2 separate regions of the Anas platyrhynchos genome follow, and region 1 is linked to region 2. The links are chromatin contacts, called in public Hi-C maps. All regions are on one chromosome and are shown on one strand. The core of a region is the stretch at or near the end of the contact, and the rest is flanking DNA. Distances in the headings are between cores, read along the strand shown. Region 1 holds the start of LOC119716319 (a long non-coding RNA gene). Region 2 holds the start of MAP3K5 (mitogen-activated protein kinase kinase kinase 5).

The links. A called contact is a pair of places that touch in the nucleus more often than the background predicts.
Region 1: a contact with region 2 is called in a Hi-C map of subcutaneous adipose tissue, with 4 times the contacts expected there. The contact joins the enhancer-like site here to the promoter of MAP3K5 in region 2. A contact is called at or near these places in 5 of 8 Hi-C or Micro-C datasets (liver, skeletal muscle, small yellow follicle and 1 more).

The regions. Positions count from the first base shown.
Region 1 is chr3:60,615,432-60,622,806 of IASCAAS_PekinDuck_T2T, reverse strand. It overlaps MAP3K5 (mitogen-activated protein kinase kinase kinase 5), which reads right to left. Exons shown (of 30, transcript XM_027454464.3): 13 at 6,892-6,987; 14 at 5,509-5,590; 15 at 3,466-3,599. LOC119716319 (a long non-coding RNA gene) reads left to right here and starts at 416. Exons shown (of 4, transcript XR_005264160.2): 1 at 416-545. Within about 2 kb of position 3,961, at least 3 of the 8 cell types and tissues checked have an H3K27ac peak or open chromatin away from gene starts, as enhancers often do. A contact at or near this core is called in subcutaneous adipose tissue, where this site is marked.
Region 2 is chr3:60,543,443-60,550,247 of IASCAAS_PekinDuck_T2T, reverse strand. It overlaps MAP3K5 (mitogen-activated protein kinase kinase kinase 5), which reads right to left and starts at 5,247. Exons shown (of 30, transcript XM_027454464.3): 1 at 4,720-5,247. The coding sequence starts at 5,104.

The DNA of each region.
Region 1 (7,375 bases), core at 2,712-5,211, 74 kb before region 2:
AAATCATTCACATATGAATATACACAGCATACAAAATAATATGTAATATTGTATACACACACAAAATGTGGTAAGTGTACATTTATTTACATAGACAGACTAGGCAAAATAATTTGTGGAAAAGGAACTACAATCCAGCTCAACAGAAAGAGAATAAATGGTTGTATTTAGACTAGTGTCAAAGTGAACTAGTAAACAATTGAGTTAATGTATAATTAAGATCAGCTCAATAATTAAAACAAATCACCATTTAAGTTTCTACTAATAAAGGAGGAGTCTTATCTGAAAGCAAGAGCGGATAGCTATCAAAGTAAGAAATCAGGAGTCTTTTCATGGAGACAGATCCGGAAGAACTGATGAGAATAATTTCAAAATTAGTTTAGTCAAAGATCAAGTATTTTTCAGAGATGTACGCTTTTTCTGCAGTCTTTTTTGTCAACATTTCTGAAGTCCAGATCCTTCTGGTGTGGAACAGCACCAGAACTCTACCTCAGAAGCTGACGTGGTCCCCTGAGCAAGCTCTAACACTCTTCTTCCACCCACGGGTGAGTCGCACACACCCTGGCAGGTTAGCGGCCAGATCCTGTGTTTTGTCTGGCAAAATTTAGGTAATACATTCAGAGTCTGGTGGCTACTTCCAACAAAATACTAAAGTCTGTAGTCATACTTTCAGGATAGGTGAGATAGATGTTGGACACAGACTTCTCCGTTGAGTTCAAGAAGTAGCTGCAGTGTGTTGAGCGTGTGAGGACATGTTCAGACGCTTATACTGAGGGAGTACTAAATTAAACCACAATCTTAACCTTGCAGCTAACTGTGACCAGAAGCAACATTCTCTCTCCCTTCCCTTCCCCCCCCCCAATTCCTTTTCACCCTCGGCAGGTTGCTCTCAGCACAAATTTTGACTGATTTTGACTGATGACATTCTGGCCTCCTGACAAACTGGCAACAACACCTTCATTTACTCATATTTGTGCTGGGGAAATTAGGGGTCAAGAGATTTCTGCTGCTTCAAGTCTAGGATTTAGTTCTTCCTGGAGCCAGTAAAGTGCCAGTCCCAGGAATGCAACCCAAGTTCTTGGGGTAAAAGCACCTGTGAGCTCCACTCTTTTGGAGCAAGTAGTTACCAGTTCACCCTAACAACAGCATCAAGCTACAAATGGAGGCTGAACTCTAAAAAGTAGAGGGAAAAAAAAAGGAGTCATCTCAAAATGCCTCTGGAATATGAATGTTATAGAAAACAAAAAGTATTTCATTAAAGGAAGTGTGACCCTCATGCAGCCCTCAGTCTATGCACTAAAAATAATTCGAGTTTCGTCACACCCCTCTGCACAACAATAAACATTCCAACTACCTTGTTAGTCATTCAGAAATTCAAAAATCATCTGAGGTTATATTTCTGAGTTGTACCAGAATATTAATTCGGAGTGGCAACAGAAACATGCATGTAATTCTTCCCCCAGAACTGTTAAACTACACAGTTAATTTAGTCTTGAGCAACTTACATAATTAAGCAAATAAATCCCTAAGAAAATTCTTTAGAAAGATGTAGGATTTCTTGGAATCATAGAATCTTAGAATTATTTGGATTGGAAGGGAACTTAAAGACCATCCACTTCCAACACCCCACCCACCACAAGCAGGGACACCTCCCACTAAACCAGGCTGCCCAAAGCCCCATCCAGCCTAGCCTTGAACACCTCCAGGGGTGGGGCATCCACAGCTTCTCTGGGCAGCCTGTGCCAGGGCCTCACCACCTTCAGACTGAAGAATTTCCTCCTTATACCTAATCTCAGTCTACCCTCTGTTAGTTTACAGCCACTAACCCTTGTCCTGCCACCATGCTCCCTGACAAAGAGTCCCTCCCCGGCTTTCCTGTAGGCCCCCTTTAGGTACTAGAAGGCTGCCATGTGGTCTCCCTGGAGGCTGTTCTTCTCTAGGCTGAACAACCTTAGGTCCCTCAGCCTGTCCCTCCTCTTCACAGGAGAGGTGCTCCAGCCCTGGGACCATCTTTGTGGCCCTCCTTTGGACTCATTCTAATACATCCATGTCCTTCTTGTGCTGGGGGCCCCAGGGCTGAACGCAGCACTCCAGGCAGGGCCTCACAGGAGCAGAGGAGAGGGTGGCGAAACATGCCTCTCAACCTGCTTTTTTTTTTTGATGCGGCCCAGTATATGGTTGGCTTTCAGGGCTGCAAGTGCACATTGCCAGTTCATGTTGACCTTCTCATCAACCAGCTCCCGCAGGTGTTGCTAAAATATGGGAAATTCTGCTGATGGCAAAACTATTCATTAGATCAGGATAGTAAAAAAAAAAAAAGTCAAATGGGCAAAAGACAAAAAAAACCTTGCAAATATGGAGTCTATTCCTGACTTAAATGACGGACAAAGTACACCAATTGGCACACCCAGTATTTTACCATTATTCACTTAGTATGCTATTCCTCCTGATAACAAGTAGTGTTCTGTATTTATCAGAAGAGCTTCCTTCATTAAAATATTTCTTTAATCATTAGGAAAAAGAGGGATTTACCGACCACGGAAGTAACTGTTTCCTACTTTTCCTAGCTTTCTGAATATAGAGGCACAAGTTATAGTCTTGATGATACTTTATAATCTGAGAGGCACTTCAAAGATCCAGGTGCTTGACTCACCTGTTAAGAAATAGCTCGCACAACACTTGACCACAAAAACAAATGTAATTGTAGAATTTTTAAACTTTCAAGTTATTTTTAAAGTCAGTTCTATTCGCGAAGAAATTGTATGTGTAGACTTGCTATCACTTTCATCAGAATATTTGTGGAAATTATGTATTCAGAATACTATACACTACAAACCTCAAGATATACAAGTACAATAGACATGACATGTTTGGCCTTTACATGTTAACTATTATAAATGAAACAAGGCACTACACAGACAAAGTTACTGCATTAAGAAGCATGGACGAAGAGATCATTACATGTTTTGTACTACTGTGAAGGGACTTCATAATAAATTAGTAGGCTCAAACAGAAAAAGGACAATGTCTTCATCAACAATTCAGGCTCAGAGTTTTAAAGGATTGTGGAAGTTATAAATTTCAGAAGTTCTTTTACAAGATCCTGCTTATGTATGCATGCTTCTTATAAACATTCTTAAGACAGAGCTTTTCACAAGGTATTTGAGCAAGATTCTGTATTTCAGCAGTATTTCTTTTGGAAGGAGAAATTATTGTGAACTACTAAGACCAAAACTAGAAAACAAATTCTCAGTAATTGCAATCATAAATCATTCCATAACATGGAAATGTTTCCTTACAAAGAAAGGGAATTACCATGATATAACTGACAATTTATTGACAGCTTTGTGAAAGAGTGATGGGAGCTCTTCCTTCAGATCACTTAATCAGATTTTGGTTCATTAGATTACTTAATAATGAAAGCATATAATGCACAAAGTCAGGAATAAGGCTCAATTACCATACCTGCTATCTCTTTCTGGGATTTCTTTAATAGCAATTCTGACTTGATTGCTCAAATCTCGTCCTGCGTATACAATGCCGTATGTTCCTTTCCCCAGAACTACTCGTTCACCATTTTCATCATATTCATAATCATACTGCAAAACAAAAAACATTTAAATGAAACAGAGGTAAGATGTATTTCATCTGACTCCGTGCACACAACCAAGGCATCTAGGACGTTAGCTTCTTTCTTAAGACTACAGAAGAGAGGAAAATACTTCAAGATGACAATTTGAGTACTGTGCAGACATGTTCTTGTCACTCCACTGACTTTATGGAAAGCATTGGCTTCTAAGGCAGCCATCTAAGGTAAGTGTGAAAAGCTAAGCTGGCCTTTATCTGTTCTGTGTAGTTACATTTATATATTTTAACAGCACCCGCAATCCTATTGGCAGGAGTAAAGACAGCAAAGGACGACAGAGGGCACTCTGCACCAAACTGAGAACTTCAGCTTCTACCCAGACACACAAAGCAAGTGTGTCTTAATTTATTCCAGATGCTCTCCTGACCTGACCACATCTTCCAAAAACAGCACAACCAACTTTGCCAGTGCCAGGTCAGACAGCAGAGCCTGCCAATGGAGGTTAGTCAGGATTGCAGTGTGTTAACCATGGTTTCGGCTGAATTTTAATTTCAAAGAGTTTAAGGCCAGCCCAGAAACGGTCATTAGATTATCTCATCTGTCCTCTTGTGTAACACAGACATGTAATTTCACTTGCTCATTCCCATGCTGAGACCAGTAGCTCAAGACTAAATAAAGCATTTATATTTTCCTTGCAAATGAAGATTGATATCTTTTTAGTAAAAGATTCAGATAAACCACTACTAGCTTTAGTAATATTTCAACAGGTTCTCAGGGTGAAGTCATTCCTCTTATTTTTAATTCTTATATCTTTTGGCATCACTATATTTCATTGTGTTTTTTTTTTTTTCTCTACTAAACTAAAGAGCCTACTAACAATTAGCAATTTTCCCCATAAAGATACGCACTATAATCAAGTGACCTACTGCTTTTCTTTTTGCTAAAATAAAACAATTAGATAATCATAGTTTCTCATTATAGGGTATTTTTTTTTAGCCCACATGTCACTCTAGTGGTTTCCATTTGTCCCATCTCCAATTTCAGATATACTATAAAAATTCCAACGTCAAAACTGGGACAGAGTACTGGATTTATTATTCAATACTGACTTTTTCAGTTAGTTTCAGATGTCTCCAGAGATCCAGGACATGATCCTAAATATTCCATCTTGTTTCCTGCCACCTACAAGAAAATCTAAAGACCTCAAGTATTGCATTGCACTCAGTGGCCTTGCATTCACTTTTCAGCTATGTGTATGTTCAGATAAAAAATCAAGGTGGAAATATAGTGTAATGACATACACATGCAAGCTATAACTTAGCTAACATGGTTGATAGCAGAAGTAAGGCATCCTAGGCTGTGAGAGTTAGTAGGCTAAGGGTAGAAAGACTCCCACCCACACCATCATCATCATTTGATTTGAGTTTGCTGCTCATTACAATGCTTGCCTACATATCGTAACTACCATGGACAAGCCTTCCCCAACTACAATTATATCCTTGTTTGTTATGCAGATGACCTGCCAATAATGTGATTCCAGCGATGCACGAAATAGACAGTCTATAAATTTAAACAGATGTTAATATTGCCTGACTATGACTAGACTCTGAAGTAACTGTAGCAAGAATTACTTTGCAATAAAGTGCAATTATGAAGAATTTCAGATGAGTACTTTCTCAAGTGGGTATGCTAACTGAAATAAGCAATTAATCTACGTTGGGTATAAAACCTGGATGTGTTACAAAGAATCATTAAATAATAATTAGTAGGGGATAAAGTTTTGTAAACCATAGCTTTCATTTAACTTCTTTTAGTGAAGGGATGAGTAATTTATTCCCTTAGTGAAACTCTAGAGTAGAAACCCATAATAGTTGGTGGGTTGAAAATAAGTTTAAAAAAACAACAAAAAACACACTATATACCTCCAGGGAGTCTCCATCACATTCCCCTTCCTCTGTAGTCTTCCCTATTTCTTCAGTGATGCTGTTCACCATGTCAAAAAACCTGTTAAAAGCAAGAAAAAGAAAATTAAAAAAATGCAAATACATATTTGAGACAGCATGGTGACATACAAAGCACTTCTCTCTAAAGTACTGAATGAAATGAAAGATTAGATTTAAGTATAGATTGGGTTTAAAAGCTCATTTGTCAGCAAAAAGGAAAAAGAAGATTTTTTACATGGAGATTTAACAGCAAAACTAGCACCTCCCCTACTTACTTAATGTCCATCTTTTATATGTGATGAGACATCCATGATGTCTGAAATTATCAATAGAATTCGCATTTCAAAAATCTACGTACATATTGGGTGAAATTCTTGTCCTATAACATTGTTCCTTTACATCCAATGAAAGCACTGAAGCATTTTGTAGAGCAGAAAGACTAGTTTCAGTTTCAATGAAAGGGGGGGGGGGTTATTTTTCAAATTCCCATTTAAAAATATCACTACATATGACTTACCTCCTTTGAAAAAACATAGGCAAAAATATCATGCCAAGCTACTGCTCACTCATCTTCTGAGAAATATTCAGATACAAAGGGAACACGGTAAAAGAACCCGTATTGACTGGAGTTGATGAGAGGACGAGCTAAGAATTGAGCTTCAAGGTAGCCACAGCCATTAACATAAAGTAATACAGTAAATTTTGGTACAGCTGCAGCCTTTTTAAGGACAAGAATACAAGAAATCCTCTCCAGGAACAATTCAAGATCAATTCTGGATCCATTCAAGACCACAGCCTTTAAGCTCAGAGCACAGAAGTGCAGCTTTGAGTAGCTAAAATACCCTTAATTTTGTGCAAACCCTTTCCAAGTTTCTAATAGGGATACTCCTGCAGTCATACTTAAGTAACCGCAATGCTAATGTAAAGGACATCAAGTGTGCTTCTCTGTAATCAGAAATAAAAACTTCAACTACACTAAAATAAAAATCTTAACGAGATCTCCTAGATTATTGTTGTTACTACAAATACTGCTATTTCAGAAAGCCCATTTGTAAGTTTAGAATGTTTTGTTCAATGTGGGGCAGCAAACACTTATAGTAAGCCTTAACATGGAAAATAGCGAAAAATAATACCACAAAATGCATAAAAATGTAAATCTTAATTATGTTTCTAGTATTTGTCTGAGCTTGTTCTCTGACTTTTCAAACCTCATGCATCTCTAGGGTAGTACTATGCTTTCATGTAAAAGACTGTGACAACTGAGGATGCTCTCACCATAGTTCCGAAACAGTCAGCCACTGTTGTACATGCAGACAACATTCACCCTAACGCAGATTGTTTTTTGAAATAACTATGACACACCTTCTGCAGTGAAGTTCCGTGCAGAAATAGATTTGAAAGTCATCTGAGTTGTGCAGCACATACAGGAAACAGCACCGTTCTTCAAACTTCGAAATGCTGAAAGAACAGCCAAGTAGAATATGTTATTAGAAGAACACATATGGGCTTCTACCAGCTATGTCAAACCACACCAATCAACATATTTATTGTGAAAAAGCACCAGATTAAACCTAAAAAGCCATAGTCTTTCCTTACTGTAAAATTATATTCTTATATCCTCCAATGTTCATATTCAGTTGTCTGCTATCATTTGTTTTGTCCCCTACGCTGACCAACAAAAAGTAGGAGCAAAGAAGTTAAAAGAATGATTTAAATTGACGAGTCATTTTTGTTTCCAGTGCATTTAGGTAAGGGCCTTAAATGCTAGCCCTAAAGTCAGGATGAAACATTGCTTCAGGATCACATTAGGAAGCTGGCCTTTGTACTGAAATCATGAATTCTTCCA
Region 2 (6,805 bases), core at 3,998-6,497:
ATCTGCATTTCTTGCTCCAACTCATCACTTGCAACACAGTGCTGCTGGAATGCAAAGCTCTTTCAGCATGAATTCCACTGATGGTGGTAGATTGGTGGTAGATGTTTTTTTAAGTAGTTGCTCTCAACTCTGAAGAATGATGCATCAGGATAATTTCTTCAGCTATGTAATGAACCACCATTCCCAACAGGGACTTTCCAGTCATGATGCTACAGAAAGGGCAGCGGTGATTCAGCAGCAGAGAGGTAGAAGAAGGGAGTGCCCAAGCAGTAAGTTAAGTGATGGATGCAAGTGCTGCATAATCACAGAAAGAACGTACAGCATTTCAAGTGGCTGACGAAACCCAGTGAAGTGAAAAAATAATAATCAGGAAGTACGGCAAATAAGTTACTGAGCAAACTACATGTTCTGAGAGACAACACGGATTAGAAGAAAACTTGCAGTTTGTCTCTCTGTGGGACCATTTTTCTTGGTCCTGCATAAAGCTAACTTAGTAGGAAGCATGTGCTTTTTGTTTTTTAACTGGGGAATACATTTAAGTCAACTGCTTGAAACAAGAACACTAGTTCAGAAAATAATAACTCTTGAGTTTAAGCTGAGAGTCTGTGTCGGTGTGTCACAAAGCCATAAATCGCTTTAAGAACAATTTAGCATCACGGAATCTAGGGTACTTAGAGAAAAATGGGAAGAAACTGCAGGAAGGCAACCGAGCCCTGGTTCTGCTTTATTTCACTTCTGTGCATTTATAAACATTTACAGGCACACCATCTACACAAGCTCTGTAAAGTCTGCAGAAAAGGTTCAGATGTAGAACCTCATCTGAACAAAGCTCCCTGTTACACCAGTGACTGTACTGGCTCTCCGACGATTGTCATTTTGTGAGCCAAGATGCTCCCCAAGCATACCACACTGTAGGTTTTTAAGCCCACTGCGCTGACGCTTGTGAGAAATGAGTGATACCAAATTCCAGAAACAATGAGAACAACCTGAATCCATTTTATTATCTGTTATTTGATGAATGCTGTTTTAGTCAGTCATCACTGTTACAGAGAATTATCTCAGTAGCCCTACACAGAAGTGGCAGTACAAAGTAACATCACAAGGGCCACCGACCCATGAAACCTGAGCATAAGATGTTGAAGAACAGGGGATGCTCTAGTATAACACAATATAAAGGCTACCAGGAGATAACTGCATGACAAGTACATCAGTCAAGTTGCTTAGCTTGAGAACCATCTTAGAAACAAGCAACTACAGCCTAGAAAACCCAGATCCTCCTCAGTCACCAAGTACACGATCTCTTATCTTCCATTAGCCCCTCTGAGATTGTACACAGAAGTCAGAATGCTTGATATTGTACTTCTGACAAATTACCAATCTTCAAAAAAAAAGTAATCTTGCAAGGCAGTCAAGGAGGAGGAACACACCTGAAAACAGTAAACAAATGATCCCTGTGCCCATGCACTAGAAGCAGTCAATGCAAGTTGCTTCAAAAGACAGTGCAAGGTACTTCAGAGTAAGACAAATTTCCAATGAAGTTTCTCTCTCATTCCTCAAGGTGCATCCAATTTCCCCCCAAAGTACAAGATTAAAGCTGTGGTCTCCCTTCTTGTAGAGGTCAGAGTGCTGTACAGTACAGGTCATCCCAGAAACCTGCGTGCATTAATTATCCCAGCTTGGACACTTGTACGCTACTTGTTTTGCTAGTCAGCCGAACACTCACCCCTAACTTACCCTGCACTTTAAAATTGATGCAATTTCTAAAAGCGTCAGATTACGAGTCACATGAAACATTTCTGTCAACTTGGCAAAAAATCTGCCTCAACCTAAAAGTCTCTGTGAAGAATTCACCTCAATTTAGAGCACCTTCCTCTCCTGAAGGGCTGACCCAGATTACTGATTCATGTCAGTTTTTCCTTTTATATTTGTTCCTTTTTTTTTTTTTTAAAAAAAGGACACTGTTCAGCTAGCCCTGGATGCATTTGTGTAACACTAAATGACCAGTTAAGGATCTGTACAATAAGCAAATCAGCTTAATTACAGTTGCCTACAAAACAAATGAAAAAAAATGAATTGCTTAACCAAAGAAACTAAGTAATCTATACTCATTTATGGCTCCGTTTAAAAAAAATAAAAACAGGATATGAATATCAAGTCATTATAATGTGGAAAAAGTATCCTTTAATAGTAATGTATTTCAACTTTCAGAACACAGCACTGCAGATAGGCTTCTCTACTGTATTTTGGTATTTTGGCATCTCTCTGACTCTTTAAACATTCTTGAACTGTTTAGAAATTATGCTGGATTTCAGAGACCTGTAATTGAACTGCAAGAACTCAACACAGCTGAGAAAAAAATATTGTCTTCATGGAAAAAAACAGCTCCTGAGACAGCTGGCCAACCCCATATACATTGGGTTCTGCAAGAAATCGGACTGATTTTTCCCTTTTTCACCTTACTCCTTCTAAGTGGTGGGAAAAGTATGAAATGTTCCAACAGTTACTAAGGCTGATTCCACACTTGCTTCTCATGAGGCTTTTTTTTTTTTTTTTTTTTAAATCAAACAGACTTTAAATCATGCACGACAAAGTGCTAGAATAGGCTATTTCTTAATATTTGGTGCTTGAATGGTTCCATTATACTTAGCTAGGACCTACTCACTGTTCATATGTATTTCTAATTATGTCTCAGCATTTAAGCACCATCACTTGACAGAAGCCAGCTGAAGAAGATTATTAGCAGGCTAATCCAAATTTAGACAGGATGATGAGTATTTACATCTGAGATTAGATTTTCTTTTATTTAATACTTCCCAAAGTTCTCTTTGGAGCAGTGAAAGGTATGAAGTGAGCCATCAGAGATCACCAGGAGTTCAGACTACATTATGCAAAGCACAAAGAAGACATTAGGGAAGGGAAGGCTTGATAATGGGCAGATAAAGTTGTACTGCATCTACTGCCTCTCTCCCCCTCCCCCAAATCCCAGTTCATTTGTACACACTTCAAGAGTTGAGAGATTTGTTGCTTTTATCTCATTCAAACACAGTAATACGCTCCATCACATCATTCCTTACTCTCATGACTTAATTGCCCCTAACACTGAGTCTAGGTAAGACTCAGTACCTTGAATGAAACCAATTAACCATTACGTAAATTGGAAGTCATTTTACTGTTAAAATATTACTTATGTTCAGCCATGCTGTACTACTGTAATGTACTACAGTTTTTTAAATAGTGGAGTGTGCAGATAATTCTTTACCTTATCACTAGCATCTTTAATCACTGAAAGCACATAGCAAGATAGAGAACGAGAGGGGATACTGGGAAGGAGTTTATATTTGCCATCTACAAATGCTTCCTTTCCACCCCAGTGGAAGGAAGACAACTGAAACAGAAAACAAACTGTGGAATAAATACACCCTTCGTGACCATGTCAATTTTGTTCCCTACACTGCTCCCCGTTTGCATTTTTCAGCTTACACAGCTTCTACTCTTCAATGCTTTTCTGTTCCTAACCTGGGAGCCATAATTTTTTTTTTTTTTTCAGAAATTTTCAGCCAGTAGAACAACTAGTTCTTAAAAATATATATTGGATGCAGAAACGTGAAAACCCACAGACCCTTCCAGACTTAAGTTCCAGCCTCACAGCCAACACCACAACATAGCTTTTAGGCAGCAGCTCTCACAGCACAGAACAGATCGTGAGCAGACAAACTTCTATGTCCTGCTCTTTGCAGCACAGTTTGCTCAAAACCCATCGAAATAAGAAATGTTATATTACATAAGCGTGCAGTTATGTAGTGCTAGACGCCAGACGCCTACTGCCAGAATTAGAAGGGGCCCACTTCAAGTCAAATCTCCCATTACAAGAAAAGCCTTTGTGAACTATGGAGACCCCGCCTATTGCACAGACCAGTCCGAAAATTAATGAACAAGAGGCACACGAACATCACAGATAATTCAGCTCTGTGAGCCTCACTAGGATACACCTTCGAATGAGACTCTCAGGTTGTACCTGTCCTACAGTTAAGAGGTACTGAAGCTCCTAAAATTTTTAAGTCTCTCTTACCAGTCACGTGGAGAGTATGGGCTCTATAATGAAGCTCTGTGCCCTTCCTATTTCTGTCTGTGAGCACAGCTCCTCTGAAATTTTGGGAACACCACCTCTAAGGCCAGATCTCTAAGAACTGCAGGGTCTGACATGCCCATGGCTGCGGAGCCATCCAGCTCAGGGACCTGGAAGCAGCAGCCCTCGAAGCAAAGCATTTGCTGTTTCAGATAGATGACATGCGCATGCATGTCCATGCTGCTGAGTCTTGTGTGGACAGGGCAGACAGTCCAGATATTTATTTTATTATTTTTTTTCCTCTTCCACAGGAGAGGAGACAGCTACAGCCAAAACTTTTTAAACGCTCACTTGCCAAAGTGTTGCATGCACGTAAAGGCAATCCATAAAATAAGTTTAGAGTTGCAGGTCAAATCAAATCCCTGTCGGTAAGTTTTTAGGTGGCACAGAGACCCTAACGTAGCGCTGCAACTTTAGCTTTATGAAGTCTTCACCGGCCTGGTGAGCGTGGGTCTTAATTCTAAGTGTACAACACGCATCTGTTAATAACAATTAAGAAGAAAGGTATTCAGGAGAAACTTTCTGGCTGCTGTTTGTAAGCACGGGCCATCCCTGTGTCCCTCCATCCCTGTATCCCCGCGGCCCCCTCTCACCGGCGTTGTAGAAGCGGTCGAGCACGGCGGTCTCGCCGAAGTCCAGCTTGCCGAAGTGCAGCGTCTCCAGCGTGGCGCCCACCGCCTCGCACGCCTCCCGCAGGCTCTGCAGGGCGCCGCTCTCGGCCGCCAGCAGCGGCCCCTGGCTGGCCTCGTTGATCACGTAGGTGACCGCCGTCCGACGCCCGCCGCCCTTGGCTCTCGCCGCGATGCCACCGCCGCCGCCGCCGGCCCCGTCGTCGCCCCAGGGCTCGGGCTGGAGGCTGCGGGCGCCGCCGTCGGTCCCCTGCCCCCGCCGGCCGAGCCCCTCCTCGCCGCCGCCGCCGCCGCCGGGGGGGGGCCCGGGCAGCGAGAAGCTGACGGTCCCCTCGCCGCCGTCGCTCATCCCTGCGGAGCCGCCACCGCCGCTGCCCGGGGCTCGGGGCTCCCCCGCGGGGCTAGCGGGGGCTGCCGGAGCCCAGGGGGCGAGCGCCGGCGCCCGCCTCCGGCACCATCGCTTCCCCCGGGCACCCGCGGGGCCACGCGGCGAGCCGGCCCCCGGCAGGCAGCAACAACAGCAACAGCAGCAGCAACAGCAGCAGCAGCAGCAGCCGCCCTCCCCTCCGCCTTCCTCCTCGCCGCCCCGCAGAGCTCCCCGGCTCGCTGCTTCTGCCCCCGGACCCACTCGCGGCAGGGCTCTCCCCGGCGGCAGCCGCACGGCGACGGGCGGCCAGCGGGGGCGGCCCCAGCGCCGCGCTCCGCCCTCCGGGGCCGGCCCAGAGCCGCCCGCTGCTGCCCGGGGGCGGCCCCTCGGGGCTGGGGCTCGGCGCTTCACGGCTGGGGTTGGTGGTGGGGTGGCCGTCGAGGGAGAGAGGGCCTGTGAGGGGGGCGTGTGGAGTGAGGTGTAGTGAGAGCTCTGCGCTGCTCCTGGACCAAAACAGAAGAATGAAATCGCTTGCTTTGCTCATTTGTTTATTGGATCAGGGATTCTATTAAGTAGGTACAGGAGAAATGTAAAAGCTTTTGGATCACCCAGGTTGGACATGGTATTCAAGATGATCACGTCCATCAGCATGGCCTACTGAGTGCCACCCCCAAACCACAGCCCCTAGTCCCACAGCTTTTAAATACCTCCAGGGATGGCGACTCCCCCACCTCCCTGGGCAGCCCATTCCAACACCGAACCACCCCTTCCATGAAGAAATAATTCCTGATCCCTAATCTAACCCCCCCCTGGTGCAACCTGAGGCTGTTTTCTCGTGTCATATCACTTGTTGCTTGAGACGAGACACTGACACCCTCCTCACTGCAACCAACCAACACCACCCTTGCTGCACCATGCAGCAAAACAGCCCTCTATGTATTCCGAATTATGTTAATATGGCATATCAATAGGTCCATCCTATTACAATTGATTTTGCGGAGGCAGATCAACTTGCTGGCACTAAGCCTGTTCCTATACCACTGTTTTCCATGACTGCTGTAGGAAGAGGATAAATTCTGGAATAATCAAGAAAAATTAGTCACTGTGGTACCTTCAGTAGCCCTGCTTGTATTTGCGTTGATCAGTCCCCATTTTCAATGAGATATGCCTGGCATTTGCTTCTGCTGATAAGGAATGGGTAAATGGGGTGGGAAGATGACGAGCAAACGAAAGACTAATTTACAGGGGAAAGTTAATATTTGCTAATCTGCAATATACAGTAGGTTATTGTTTCTTGCTACAGTCAGAATGGCAATCAGTGTTTTCCTAAATAAAGCAGTTTTCCACAAAACACAGAATCAGTGTTAATCCATTCAGCGCTGCAGTTACATCACCTTACAGGAAGCAAGAACAATATGTCTCTGTTGTTCTCTAGAACAACCCATGTTTGTCAAGTGCAGAAGGAAGTCCCGGGCTGAAAGAAGACGGAAGAAGCATGCTATTCTACTTAGCCTTGCTGCCTTGCGAGGCCTGCTTCATTATTAGCACTGTGTCCACTCCAAATTCAAGACAGTTGTTCTATTGATTTGACTGGGAGTGAGGGAGGGCCCTAAACTGAAAATAAATAAAGTAACAAAAATGCAGATTAATCTGGAATAACCCACAGAAATTGTCCGTCTGTTT